5 separate regions of the Mus musculus genome follow, and all the other regions are linked to region 4. Evidence: chromatin contacts called from public promoter capture Hi-C data. All regions are on one chromosome and are shown on one strand. The core of a region is the stretch at or near the end of the contact, and the rest is flanking DNA. Distances in the headings are between cores, read along the strand shown.

Region 1 (2,700 bases), core at 91-2,590, 520 kb before region 4:
ACCTTCCTTCCTGGGTGCCAGGACAACAGGGAGACAGCCGTGCAGGGTGCCTGCCACCGAAGCCCAAGACGCAGGCCCTAGCCCTGGCCAGACCCATGGGAGCTCAAGTCTTGGTAGGGCCACTGGCTAGCCTGACTGCCCCCTTGGTGTCAAGCATTCCCTCTAGAGCCAAGATCTTGGGCCCTGATGGCTGGGGGCCCAGGGCTCCTCCCAGCATCCCTTCCAGCTTCCCAGGCCCCAGGGCAGGGCTGGGCAACTCCCTGCAACCAGTGCTTCCCCGCCACCCTCTGGCTGGGCTGGGCGGGCCCTCCTGGGTAGGCAGACAGGCAGCATGCTGCCCTGCTGTGGCCTGAGTATCCCACTGGGTAGGGCAGTGTGCCAAGGCGTCCAGGTGCCAGCCTGGATTCCAGCCCCATCCTAGGGGGCCTGCGGGGAGGTGCAAGCATCATCCTGGTAGGAGGGGGATGCACCTGCCTCGTCACCTCTTTTCCAGACCCATCCTGAGGATGCAATCACTCACCCTCTCCATCCAGCCAGGTCCCTCACCTGCTTCCATCCACCCTTCAGGAGTGGACCAAAGGCTACACAATATTCCAACTCCTAGTGCTGAATCAAGGGACGCCCCCCTCTCTGCCTCCCCCAAGGCTTGTTAAGGGTAGTGAGAGCAGGACTTTACCCAGAAAGGGAGGGTACCTTCCAAATAACCCGAGCTCACCGGTGAGCAAAGGTGGCTGCCAGATGCCCCATACAACTTCATGCCCAGGCTTCGGGTGGCCCCCTCTCACCTCGCAGAGCACCCCTACTGAAGACGCCCAACTTCCCCAGTGAAGTTTGCGCCCGCCCCGGGCCGGGCCACAGTTCAGCTCGGCCCCCAAACAGAAGGAGGGAAGGAAAGAGAAAAAAGACGGTGAAATCGAAGGACCCAGCCAGGGAGCCGGCGAGAAAGGGAGAGCGCAAAACCAACGAGCGCAGGGGCCTCAGCGAGGGCTCACAATGGCCCGGAGCAAGGCGCGGACGCGGGAGGGGGAGGCGACCCTCTGGTTACGCTGCCCCGCGCACCAGGCAAGTCCCTGGCCCAGCCCGCGTCCTCCCGGCGCGACGCCCGGGGGCTTCCTACCTCGGCTGCCGGGCTGACTGGCTCCGGCTGCGGGTTCCGGCGGTCCTGGGGCAGCGGGGAGCGGGCGAGGGGGAGGGCCGGGGCGGGCGGGGGCCGGGGCGCGAGGCTTACGGGGCACGGGCTCCCCTGGCGCCGCGCGGCACCCGGCCGCTCCGCCACATCTGCAGCTCGGGGCAGGGAAGGTGGCCGCGGCGGCCGGGCTGTGCGGGGATGTCTTTGCAAGGGAGGGAGGAGAGGAGAGGAGGGAGGGGGTGGGAGGAGGGACTGGCGGCCTTGGAGGAGGGCGAAGAGGAGGGGCGCGGGGGGCGGCCTCCCTCCCTCCCTCCCTCGCGGCTCGCTCGCTCGCTCCCGCCCTCCCTACAAACCCCTCTCACTACTGCGGCCCCAGGCCCGGAGCGCCAGCTGCCAGACGGAGCGTGCGCGGGGGGTGGAGGGTGGGGGTGGGGGGAGGCTGGGCCCGGGGAGGGGAGGAGAGCGGACGGCCGCAGGAGCGGGCACCGGAGGGAAGGGGGAGCGAAGGAGGGAGCCCCGCCACGGCAGAGACGCGCGTCCTCCTCGACTCCCCCCCCCCCCATCCCCGCCTGCCGCGGTCCCGCCCCCAGCCCGAGGGCAGCGCTAGGACAAGGCCTGGGGGGCGGGGGGCAGGGCGAGATATCCCGCCCCTGGGGGAAGCCTGGGAGAGGGGCGGGCGAACCGGCCAGGAGGAAAAGCCCCAAGGACCGGGAAGATGGAGGCGGCCGCAGCGGGCGAGGGGCGGGGACCCTCGCCTCCCCCTGCGGGGTCACCTTGGCCAGGGCCCCCGCGGCCCTTGGCTGCCGCGGAGGTGATAGAAATGCCTCTTGGAAGGCCCTGATTTCCCCGCCCAGTCCAGATCCAGGACCGCGCAGGCAAAGGCCTTTCAATTCCGACAGGTTCGAGGCCACGCTTCTCTCTTCCAGCTTTGCCTTGTCTTCAGCCTCAGTTGCCCTCCTGGTGAAATAAGCACAAGGCCTGGCACAACCAATCCAGGATTCCGTTATCTTGGTGACATCCGCCTGGACAACCTGGGTCCCCTAATCTGAGCGCCGCCGGGGTCATCGCACTTGGCGTCAGTAAGTTCAATGAGTTGGTCACTGAAAAGTGGATGTAAGTCAGTAACGCTTGCACACCGCAGCCAAGCTGTTTCCCACCTTTTCCTGGGAAGCTCAGACTTGGCGTTCTTTAGTGTTTTCTTTGGGCGAGTCTTGAGTCCACGCCTAATATCTTTTTACCTGTCTGGTGACAAATCTCAGTTCAAAAAGACAGCCCTCCTGATCCGAAGTTGGACTTGAACTCAGGAAACGAAAAGGCACTTCAAAGTCAGCATCACCAGTAGGTGAAGTACTGACTCCGGGTTGGAAATCTGTTATTCGGGCATTTGATGCCTCGGTCTGCGCCAGAGCCACATCAAGACATGAATCTTGATCATGGGGCATCCCCATTCCCAGGCACTGCTCTTGGCACACGCTCCTGGTCTGGTGCGAAGGTAGGCACATAATTGGTGCTCCTGATGTGGTGATCAAATGGATACGTAGTCAGTGCTCTTAACTGATTATGTAGTCATG
Region 2 (2,700 bases), core at 113-2,612, 560 kb before region 4:
ACTCTGTTTACAGAAGTTCCCCGGGGGCTGATTCCCCTGGGAGAGGACAGTAAACTCTAGGGACTACCCTCCCATCCCCCACCTGCCTGCTCCAGCTCATGCTAACAGCTGGGTCCATACTGGCCTTCACTGCCCATACCAATGTAGCCCCTCACAAGGCTCCAGCCCACCCACATCTCTGCTTTCCCAGCAGCCTAGGGGGAAGGGACCTTTTACCTTTTAGCCAGACCCTCTCCCCTAGGAACTCTTGACCCAGATAGGGAAGAAGGCTCTCTTGGTGCCTCTTCCTGGAGCATCACCTACTATTAATGCAAAAAACAAGCAAGGGAACTCCTGAGCCTTGGGTTTCTTCTACTGCAGAGGCTGCTTCTGGGATCCAATAGAAGCAGTCAATGACCCTGGTGTGGTAATCGTTAACGAATGGGGGTGAGGTAGTGTGGTTGGCACCAATCAGCTGGCCTGCCTGTGACCACAAGGAACCTAAGCAGTCCTCTGGCCCCAGAGCTGCAAGCTGGGGAACACAAAGGACTAGACTGGCTATAGGCCATTGGGTCTGCAGCCCAAGCAAAGCCCATTACTGGTAGAGATGAGATGCGCTGATACTGGAGCACTAAAGATTATGGTTAGCCAAAGTTCATCCCTCACCTGGGGGTACACCTATCAATCTCCCCATTCCCGGTCCTCTCCAGGCTTGCCTGTGTATTCGTGGCTTCTGCCATGTGTGACAAGGCCCAGAGGATCCCAAGCAACCATTCTGCACAAGGGCACCAGACTGTCTGACCCCCGTGAGGGAAAAGTAACCAGACTACGGCTGGGCCATCCCCTAAAAGAGGGTTGATTCATAAAACTGGTCACGCCAGAGGGCCCAGTCGTGGGAGGAGGAAGCAAGGGAGGGGGTGTTTATTTTGTCTACTCAGAGCCTCACGGGTAGGTTAGCCATGTACAAACGCACGCCCTGGCTCTCCCGAGGGTCAACGGAGGCCCCTGAACCCACTCAGGAAGGGGGGTGCAACTGGACGTTCCCGCCCAGGTAACCGCCCGAGGCGGGGATAAGCCCCTCGCTCCGGCAGTCGCAGTCCCACTGGAGAATGTGCTAGTGTGCTGTTCCAGTGTGATCAGCTCCGCCTGTCGCCCCCACCCTCGCCCCTAGACACTCACCAGGAGACGACTGCGGCTGAAGGAGCCAGGCGGTGCGGTCCAAGGCCTCAGTGGGGCCTCAGTCCTTCACCTCTGGCCGGTCCTGAGAGGTCCGGGGTCCCGGGATCCAGAGGCTGCTGCGTCCCGTCCCGGGCTGGGGTTTCCCAGCCCCGGTCTCTGGCTCCGGCTCCAGACTCGAAGTTGACTCGTAAGAGGCTGGTCTCTGCTTAAGATGTAGGAGTGGGTGGGACCGTCTGTACCGAGGGCGGGGCTTCCTCCAATTGGCTGAGGCGGGGTTTGACCAAGCCTATACACACCCACCTCCTCTGAATGGGTCATTGCACTAAGCAGGCCTAGTCTGCACCTAGATATACCTCCAGATCCCAGTGAGGAGTGATTTTATTAGGCTGGCTTAAGTCTATCTTTTGCTGTGTGACATTTGGACAGGCTCCTGCTTTTTAACTGAAAAATATCTGGTGACACAAATTCAAGAAGTGGACATTAGGGTCAGTAAAGAGCTGGAGAAGCAGAGGTAGATTGTAGGGGCCAGCAGGGATGATGGCTGAGTCCCCATGACCAACCCAGTCTGCCAAAACTGAGGATTTTTCATACAAATCTAGATTTTTTAGGCGTAATCTCACAATGTGTTTTTGTTGTTAGCTAATTCCAATTTCAAAAGCTAGAAAGGCCACATGAAGTGGTTCCAAGAGCCTCTTATATAAAATCTCTTAATGCTGGACTTGAGATCTTTGTAGCCATGACAGCATCCCTGGTCACCTTCCCCAGCTCTAAATGAGAGACTGGGACCTAGGAGCATATGTCAGCTCAAGCCCCTCAGTTACTGAAAGCTTCAAGACTAGAATATGCCTGGGATGGGAGGCAGGATTGGGGACGTCATCAGCAGTAGGAGGGACCTAGGTGTTTGTTGACAGCAGCCCTTGATTAAGCAGGAGGGTGCTGTGCCAGGGGCTGGTTCAGAAAAAATCCCCTGCCTTGTAGGATTCCAGGAAAATGGTCATCCTCTCCACCCCACCCCACCCCCATGGTTTGTGGTTAGAGTCAGGCCTCAGGGCCTTTGGGGACCCAACTCAGCTCCTGGATTTCACCATCATATCCCTTTCCCGCCGGGTCTGTATTGAAGGCCTTGTCTGGGTCACACTATCTGGAGGCTTATCTGGCCTCAGCTGGTACTTGTGTTGTAAAGGCAGGGCATCCACACCCCCACAATTGGGGGCAGGACTGACCCCAGGTGTTTCATTTGGCCTGTGTGGCAGGTTTGAAAGTTGGATGTCATTTCCAGAATTGAAAATTTGGGTGATTTCACATGACAATTAGTTTTCCGAGCTTGTCTTAAACAGGACGTCTTTGAAGGCTGGGTGGCAACTGTCCCCAGATTCACCAATCTTCTGGATGGCAGGCTCCTCAAGCCCCGAGTGTTGTAAGTCAGGTCTGTCATCCCAGCTGCTCTGAAGACTGAGGCAGGAGGATCACAAATTCAAGGTCAGCCTGAATAACTCCTTAAGACCTTTTTCAAAATAAAACTCTGAAGGTTTAACTCAGTGG
Region 3 (2,700 bases), core at 175-2,674, 600 kb before region 4:
TTCCTGTCTTTAAATCCCGATTGATGAAATAACTTGGCACAAATGTTTGTAGATCTTGGGCTTAAAAGCCCTGTAGGATCTTAGTTCAGGGTAGTGGCTCAGTTCTGAAATCCTGACCATGGCCCTGGTCGACCAATCCTGGAGCATATGATCAATAAACCATCCTGGTCTGACCGAGATCAATGTCTGTGTGATTTGTGAGGCAATTCCTGGACCCCAACATTGTGTGCACACAGATGAGTAGGCAGGGATAGACAGGTGAACAAAAGTAAATGTCCCAGCAGTCAAGAGTACTTGTTTCTCCTTATTTTCGAAGAAGACCCAAGTCTGATTCCCAGCACCCATGTGGCAGTTTAAGACACTTCACAAGGCCAGGGGATCCAACAAGTCTAACCAAGAGCAAGCATAATTACCCACTGAGCCATTTTCCCAACCCTGCCTTCTTTCTCCCTTTTCTTTTCTTTTCTTTCTTTTTTCTTTTTCTTTTTTTTCTTTTTGGGCAGGTTCTCACTATATAGTCCCGAACTATGTAAACCAAGCTGACCTTGAACTTCTGATCTTCCTCCTGAATGCTGGGACTATAGGACTATGTCACTGTGCTGGGGATGGCACCCAGGGCTTCATACATGCCTGGCAAACACTCTACCAACTGAGCTACAATCCACAGCTAAAATCATTTTTAAGGGAAAATTGATGCTCACAGATATTGAGAATAAAGCTATATATCACTTGGTCATTATCATCATACACTCTAGTATGAAAAAAATTGCATTATAAAATGTGTATTTTTGGCTGGGCAGTGATGGTGCACATCTTTAGTCCCAGGACTTGGGAGGAAGAGGCAGGGGGATTTCTGAGTTTGAGGCCAGCCTGGTCTACAGAGTGAATTCTAGGACAGCCAGGACTACACAGAGAAACCCTGTCTCAAAATAAATAAATAAATAAATAAACAAAAATAAAATAAAATAAAAATAAAACTCAAAACAAAGGGGTAGAAAGGGAGGGAAGGGGAGACAAGAGGTGGGAGGGAGGGAGGGAGAGAGAGAGAGATTGAGAGAGAGAAAGATTGAGTCTCAGTGGTTCTTATCTTTTATGGGTCGCGGGGATTATTCCCAGTTTTAGTCTAGTTAATTCTGTCCTGCTATTTCTCAGGTCATTGTAAAACCTCAGGGACCAGTATTGCAAGTCTAATCCTGCAGCAATTGAAGTGTGGTTCCTTCGGTAGGACAGCTGCGGCTCACATGACCTCCGACCAGTGCAGTAGTCCCCCAGGCATCAGGGCGTGACTTCTCAGGTCGTCCTGGCCTCTGAAGAAGGCGGGGCTGAAGGCCGTCGCGCTGAAGAAGGGTGACGTGGGGGCGTGCCTAGGCAGGCCGCAGGAGCTTCCGATTGGTTGTCATCAATAAGGGCGTGGCACCAGGCTGCAGGCTGCTGAGGCGGCAGGCTGCAAGAGTCCAGGGCGGCTTCTCTTCATTCACCTAGTACCTGACGACCCTCGTTCTCCAGCCTGAGCTTGCTCTGTCCCAGCTGCCATGAGTCGCTTCAAGGTGTCCAAGTTTCGGCATATGGAGGCCCGGCCGTCCCGCCGAGAGGTGAGCCCGGCCAGTGGACCCCACTCCCTGGCTTCTGGTCCCGGAGGACTGCCATTCCCAGTGCCTGCCTGTGCAGTGCACACTCTGGGTTGTGAAGACCCTCACCCCACCTCGCCCCATCTGTCCACCCGGAACTTCTCCCTTTAGATGAACCCTAGAGTTCAGGCCGCCCCTTCACTGCTCAGAGGACAGAGTCCGGAGGTCTGATGACGCGCCCTAGTAGTTGGGTGATCCCGGAGGTCGGCCTGGCCGGTTCGCCTCCCCCTGTTACCCCAGGAGGCCTCGCAGCACTCCCAGACGCGAACAGGCCTCTGTTTCCGGTCGGCCTTGCTGGGAACCTGGCTGGGAAACTGTCGACGCCGGTCTCCCCCTTCCAGCAGTCTAGGATCACCCCTGCTCCGGGCCGGCCGGGCTGTGGGAGAGATGCATCTCTTTCTTGTGGTCTCAGTGAGAGGGAAGGTATCATCTGGAGAGGGAGCCCCTGGGGCCAGGCAGGCTTCCTCCCTCGAGTTTCTGCCACTCTTCCTTGTCTACTGGTGCAAGCTCTTCCTTTACTGGGGTGATGATACTAGCGGTTGTTGGGGCCTGGAGAAGCCTAGAGCAGGTGGATCCCAGATGGAGTGTCAAGAAGGACACTCCACTCGGTGAGGCACTGGCCTTTCTCCCCCTGTGTTATTTGGACCTCTAGTGTCCCAAAGCAAGTTAGGACAACCGTGCTCCATTTTCATTCTCTGGACAGTTAGCCTTTCTGTACCTATTGTGTGCTGCTCAGCTCTCTAAAACAGTGAACATTGTGACATTTCCCCTTCTCTGTGGAACTTAACAGCCTCTGGTCAGCAAGCACAATATAAATCCACTGAAGAATCAGAACACCCGGGGGTATGTGGTGGGCTGTGATGTAAAGAAGTGAAGTAGAGTTGAACGTAATAGTATTGTGGAGGACAGTGCCCAGGTGGGTGGATTTCAACAGAGGCCAGAAGGGTGAGAAGAAAAAAAGCCAGTAAAGAAAAAGAAAGTGGCCGGGCGGTGGTGGTGCAGGCCTTTAATCCTAGCACTTGGCAGGCAGATTTCTGAGTTCGAGGCCAGCCTGGTCTACAGAGTGAGTTCC
Region 4 (2,700 bases), core at 191-2,690:
TGATTCCAGAATGGAGAATTAAAAGAATGAAACCTCGAGGATTAGTATCAAGAGAAGCTATTCTGTGTGATGACTGGGACTCAGGCAGATTAGAGGAGGTAATACAGAACCTGGGGGCAGAAGCTAGAACTGTGAGGATCTAAGGGTGACCATGGAAAAAGACACTAGGGAGCAGGGGTGGGGCTGGTTGTGGAGGATGTGGGCCCAGCAGGAGCAGAACTGGCTGGGGGTTAGGGGTAGGAATTGTGAGGTGTTCAGGTGCTCTCTCCACCTTATATTGAAACATGGCCTTTTACTGAACATGGGACATCAGAATCAGATTGGTTGGCTAGCAAAACCCAAGGATTCTCTTGTTTCTGTCTCCCCAGCACTGAGATCACAGGCACACAGTGCTCTGTCAATTTCTTGGGGTTATCAGGGCAACAGGCACTTTAAATACAGAGCCTGTATTAAAGTTTGGCCTCATATCTGCCCATTCTTATCTATTTTCCATCTATAAAGTCAATGTGGGAGCAATCCTTGTCAACCTAGAACAGTAACTAAACATTCCCTATACCAAAACTTCAAGTCTATTCTGGATCCAGGAATTAACTGCTCTTGCTACTAGTGTCTGCTAACAAGCTAGATAATCGCTCTAATGTTTTAGTAAAATCTGATCATAGGAAAATGTATCTGGTGTGTGTCAGAATCAAGCGAGAACCTGTCAGAAAGGTCCTCGCTGGGCCTTACTCTGAGGTTAGGACCGGGACAAGCGACCTGCTCTGGAGGCGGCTGGAGTTTGGATTAAACTTTAGAGGGCCGGGCGTGGTGGTGCAAGCCTTTAATCCCAGCACTTGGGAGGCAGAGGCAGGTGGATTTCTGAGTTCGAGGCCAGCCTGGTCTACAAAGTGAGTTCCAGGACAGCCAGGGCTATACAGAGAAACCCTGTCTCGAAAAACAAAAACAAAAAAACAAAAAAACAAAAAAAAAAAAAAAAAAAAAAACTTTAGAGACAAGGTTTGTGGCCTGGATCCCCAAACAAGCTTCCAGTAGGGAGAAAGTCACAATAAACGGGTAAGTCCAAAGGTGTTGGTTACTGAGCTCACGTTTTGGCGAATAACAGTCAAACCTAAAATTTGTCAAAGTGTAGGTTTTGGCATTGCTGTAAGAGTTTTTCAGTGGATCCACACTCCAGCTGGGTAGTGCCATCTCGAGAATGGGATGCTCCCGCCTAGGGACCGCCAGCACCGCGGGCCGGGGACACTATAACCCTCACACGCACAATGCAAGGGATCAGCGACCTTGTCACTGAGATCCAAGGTCAAAAAGTACAGTCTTCAGGGCCCCCGCGCTGCGGTTTGCTGCGTTCCCGTTCTCGCACAGGCAACGCCTTGGACAGCCCGTCGCGCGCCATGACGTCACTGAGCCGCCCCCGCGGAAGGCCCCCTCATCACTCTGTTAGGCTGTTAGCCACACTTGGGAAAGGAAGCATGGCGTGCGAGCTGCGAGCTGTGTTGCTGTGGGGCCGCGGGCTGCAGACTGTACTGCGGGCCCCCGCGCTGGCTGGAGTTCGGCGAGGTGAGCGCGGCACGAGAGCGCAGAGGCGGCGTCTGAGGCTGTGTGCACACTCTTAGACCGGCGGGAGGCCGCACTGCGCCGGAGCTGCTAAGTGGGGCGGGGAGTAGGACCTTGTGGTCGCTTTTGGGGAGCCGAGTCACGGGCAGCCACAGCCTGCTCTCGTCAGTCCCTGGTAGTCCTGATTGCAGACGCTCCCGCGCTTGGGTTGACAAGTTCGTTGCACGCGGCTGTTCACAAGCTCAGCTCTCGCAGAAGTCAAGCCCTGGGGTAACTACGGTGAGCAAAACCAACGGTTACCCAGGACTTCAGGGAGCCAGTGAACTCCGCGTGTTTGATCCCTGGAATTGAAAGAGAAAGGAAAGGAGAGAGAATAACCTTAATCTATACTTTCCCACCCCGCACTCATGTAACAGTGAAGATGTTAGCGTTACATACACTTAAATTATACGTATTTACAGCTATTTTTACATAAAAGGGCTCAAGTCAAGAATTAACTGCGAAAGAATATTAAAGCTTCTGGCATTCATTACATTTATGTTTCGCATAAACATAGCTTCCCAATGGCTTTCCGAAGTTTTGTCGCTCTCATCCTCCACTAAATGTTCTCTTGGCCACAAATATCGTTACAGTGTTTAACAGATTTGAGTGAGCGATTGCTTAAATCTTTAGGAACATGTTTTCGGTTTCAGAATTTGCCCTTTTATTTCTGTATTAGCTAATCTGCCAAACTTCACCTCAGTTTTTTATTGGGTGTGGGGAGGGTGACAGGGTTTCACCATATATGTTCCGCCTGGCCAGGGTGGTCACAAACTCACAGAGATTCATCTGCCTCTGCTCCCCAGAGTGGTAGGATTAAAGTGTGCCACAGTGCCTGGTGCTCAAAATACTTTTGTCTGTATATGTGTCCTCTAGTAGCAAAACTGATTTACCCATAGTATCTTTTCCAACATTTGAGTATGTCTCAAACCAAAACAACAAAAAAAGAGCCCCCAAAGGCAGTTTGTGCTTGGCTTGCATAGGCCCTGAATTGGTCCCCAGTGCCACGGAGAATACTAAAAAAAAAAAGAGCTCTGTGTAGAAGACATCTCTTGTGATTTCTATCTACAGAGAAGCTGGTTTTACTTAACAGTGGATCCGTATCTT
Region 5 (2,700 bases), core at 189-2,688, 650 kb before region 4:
ACTAAATAATTTTGAGAGAGCCTGACTCAAAGGGGGGAAAAAAAGATTTAGGCTGGGCACTATAGTGCAAGCTCATCATAATCCTAACAGTTAGGAGCCTGAGGATCTCAAATTCAGTTAGTGCACACTACATGGCAAGATTTCCTTCTCAAAACACAAAACACTGGGTAGGGTTGTGGGCTCAGTAGTAAAATACATGCTCATCTTGTTCAAACTGCACCGCCAAAAAAAACTTTCTTAATAATTATGTATTAAATGACATTTATAATAACTATTATAAACTGAAGCACTATACCAGAAATAGGAACGCACAAAACCTTCTACATGACTAGACTGTTTAAGGCCAGTATGACCACTTAAACAAAACCATTTCTAATCTCTAATCCACTTCTGAAAAAATCACAGGATGTCTATGCATAACTAAGATCTTCAGTGCTGTTATCTCGCCTGTGGAATGTTCGTGGATTTACTTCACGAGTCTCTTAATATTCTCACTTTATAGGTAGTAAAACACTCAAGGATTTAGAAAGGACTGGAGAGCAAGCGCTCTCCCTCAACTGGACAGTATATGATATTTCTGTCTTTCGGGAACACTCCCTTCTCTAGTTGAGTTTGCGGTGCCCACAATTGAACACAGGCCACAACTGGTCCTTCAGAACCAATTTAAACGGCATGACACAAGACAGTCCTTGTGCAAGCAGTGTGCAAGGCGGTCCAGGCAGTTCTTACAGAGCAATTAAGTCACCTGGAGCTCTGTGCTTTGGTGGTGACAGGTGACCTCCTGGGCCAGACCAACCGGCTACATCTACGACTGAGTCCTCCCAGTCTTGCACTCAGAACCACAGGTCACTCATCAAGTCCCCACAGGGATTCTAAGGGATCTTGCCACCGAGGGGAGCCACTGAAGGCTGGCCAACAAGGCCGCCACGCCCCGGGCTCCTCCGGGACCTCAGGTAGGCTCATGTGCTGCGCTGCTGCACTAACTTCGACCCCGGAGTCACCTCAAGAGCATTCGTGACGCTGGGAGGGGCTATGCCCCACGGGAACACCAGAGGACTCTTGGGGATGGAGCTCAAAGCCGTCTAGAGCGCGACGTCCGCGGTTTCGGGCTCATTTGACGCTCAAGGCCCGCTCGGTGGCCCCTCTCCGACCCCCAGTCTCCCGCTCGCTCGCTCGCCCGCCTCAGCCCGCTTCCGGCCACCCCCCGCCCGACGTCCCCTCAGGCTGAGGACGAGTCGCGGGGGGACAGCGGAGCAGAGCTTCGAAGAAGGCCGCCGCCATGCAAGGACCCGGGAGGGGAGGACGGGGCACAGAGCGGACCACTCACCGTCAGTGGCTCCGCAGGTCAGTCAGTCTCCGCGTCTGCGACTCTCTCTGTACCTTCGCAGCCGAGAGGGCGAGCGCCAGGACGGTAGGACGTGCGCACGCAGCGAGGGGCGGAGTCACCAGGCCACGCCCCCAGGCGCACGGCAGCTAGCGGGAGGCTCTTGGGCGAGCCGACACTGCCTTCTGAGAAAGCTTCGGGAGTGGGGAGTAGTAATGTTAACCGGAGAGGAAGGAAGCGTGTCAGCCAAAGCCAACTGCTTGTTGATCGAGAGTGGGGGCTCAAGCCTGGAATCCCAGCACTCGGTGGGGGACAGGGGTGGGGTTGAGGCTGGAGAATTCAAGAGCAACCTGGAGAATTCAAGAGCAACCTGGGCTACAGTGTGAGCATTTGTCAGTGCTCAAACAAAAACACAAAAGGGTTGGGAATGTAACTTGTTGGGGAAGAATTAATAGATTCTTTTTGGGGGGGCGGGGTGTTTCGAGACAGGGTTTCTCTGTATAGCCCTGGCTGTCCTGGAACTCACTCTGTAGACCAGGCTGGCCTCGAACTTAGAAATTCGCCTGCCTCTGCCTCCCAAGTGCTGGGGTTATTAAATGCATGCACCACCACTCACTGCCCAGCACTTAATTACTTTTTTAACTATTAAAGTTTTGGTTTGGTTTTGTGCTGGAGATGGAATTCTAGATTTTGAGTAAGCTCTCTTACTGAGTTATGCTGAGGGACATTTCTGTGCACTCTGTATTCTGTCTGATTCCTGTACCCAGAGGTCCAGCTCCAGTCTCGACTTTAGTATGACTCAGTATTTTATAAAATATTATTCTCTATCACCTCCTGATTGGTTAAATAAAGAGCTTAATAGCCTATGGCTGGGCAGGAGAGGATATGGCAGGACTTCTGAGGCCAGAGACAGAGAGAGCATCTCAGGTGGGAGAGAAGGGAGACAGGAATCCGAACAGGAATGAAGGAGGAGGAGCCAGAGCAAGCCTGAGAAGGCAGGAAAGGTCCACATGGCTGGGAAGTAGGCCAGCATACTTGGTTAGAATAGCTTAGAGTCTGCCTGGCTCTGCGCCTCACCTTTATAATAAATATAAAGGTCTCCGTGTCATTAAGCAAGGAGGACATAGAAAAGTTCCTTACTTTTGCAGAGTTATGTCTCCCCAACCCAACAAATGTTCTCTTTCTACCTCTCTATTATTCAGGTGCACGATGCACCCACAAGCTAGGAAGATTTCCACACTAGAAGCTTTAACCAAATTTGCAGAATCTTTTCCTACTCAACACTATTCACAAAAAAAACAACAAGTTCTGGAAGCAGCCTAGATAATCTAATTGATGACCAAAGTATGAAGGCAGTTTCTGCATGAGCAGGACCA

What was found. Promoter capture Hi-C pulls out the DNA fragments that hold promoters and counts their contacts.
Region 1: a promoter capture Hi-C map of pre-B cells shows a contact between it and region 4, with 8 times the contacts expected there. The contact joins the promoter of Glis2 here to the promoter of Trap1 in region 4. A contact is called at or near these places in 10 of 39 promoter capture datasets (the 3T3-L1 cell line, 3T3-L1-derived adipocytes, cranial neural crest and 5 more), 3 of 484 Hi-C or Micro-C datasets (B cells, cortical neurons and palatal mesenchyme), 4 of 115 datasets of contacts at active chromatin or transcription factors (bone marrow-derived macrophages, effector CD8 T cells, large pre-B cells and 1 more) and 1 of 9 other capture datasets (liver).
Region 2: a contact with region 4 is called in a promoter capture Hi-C map of pre-B cells, with 6 times the contacts expected there. The contact joins the promoter of Vasn here to the promoter of Trap1 in region 4. A contact is called at or near these places in 8 of 39 promoter capture datasets (the 3T3-L1 cell line, cranial neural crest, hippocampal neurons and 3 more), 2 of 115 datasets of contacts at active chromatin or transcription factors (embryonic stem cells and pancreatic cancer cells) and 1 of 9 other capture datasets (embryonic stem cells).
Region 3: a contact with region 4 is called in a promoter capture Hi-C map of pre-B cells, with 5 times the contacts expected there. The contact joins the promoter of Coro7 here to the promoter of Trap1 in region 4. A contact is called at or near these places in 6 of 39 promoter capture datasets (the C10 cell line, cranial neural crest, hippocampal neurons and 3 more), 1 of 484 Hi-C or Micro-C datasets (muscle stem cells), 5 of 115 datasets of contacts at active chromatin or transcription factors (bone marrow-derived macrophages, effector CD8 T cells, embryonic stem cells and 2 more) and 2 of 9 other capture datasets (adipose tissue and liver).
Region 5: a promoter capture Hi-C map of pre-B cells shows a contact between it and region 4, with 3 times the contacts expected there. The contact joins the promoter of Hmox2 here to the promoter of Trap1 in region 4. A contact is called at or near these places in 4 of 39 promoter capture datasets (cranial neural crest, hematopoietic stem and progenitor cells, liver and 1 more), 1 of 115 datasets of contacts at active chromatin or transcription factors (microglia) and 1 of 9 other capture datasets (adipose tissue).

What each region holds. Positions count from the first base shown.
Region 1 is chr16:4,593,353-4,596,052 of GRCm38.p6, reverse strand. Glis2 (GLIS family zinc finger 2) reads right to left here and starts at 1,340. Exons shown (of 7, transcript NM_031184.3): 1 at 1,118-1,340. D330022H12Rik (a long non-coding RNA gene) reads left to right here and starts at 1,798. Exons shown (of 2, transcript XR_875867.3): 1 at 1,798-2,621.
Region 2 is chr16:4,638,607-4,641,306 of GRCm38.p6, reverse strand. Vasn (vasorin) reads right to left here and starts at 1,362. Exons shown (of 2, transcript NM_139307.3): 1 at 1,159-1,362. The region is part of intron 9 of Coro7 (coronin 7); the gene reads left to right.
Region 3 is chr16:4,678,444-4,681,143 of GRCm38.p6, reverse strand. Coro7 (coronin 7) reads left to right here and starts at 1,424. Exons shown (of 28, transcript NM_030205.4): 1 at 1,424-1,592. The coding sequence starts at 1,533.
Region 4 is chr16:4,076,550-4,079,249 of GRCm38.p6, reverse strand. Trap1 (TNF receptor-associated protein 1) reads left to right here and starts at 1,440. Exons shown (of 18, transcript NM_026508.2): 1 at 1,440-1,557. The coding sequence starts at 1,470.
Region 5 is chr16:4,725,099-4,727,798 of GRCm38.p6, reverse strand. It overlaps Hmox2 (heme oxygenase 2), which reads right to left and starts at 1,438. Exons shown (of 6, transcript NM_001136066.2): 1 at 1,328-1,438.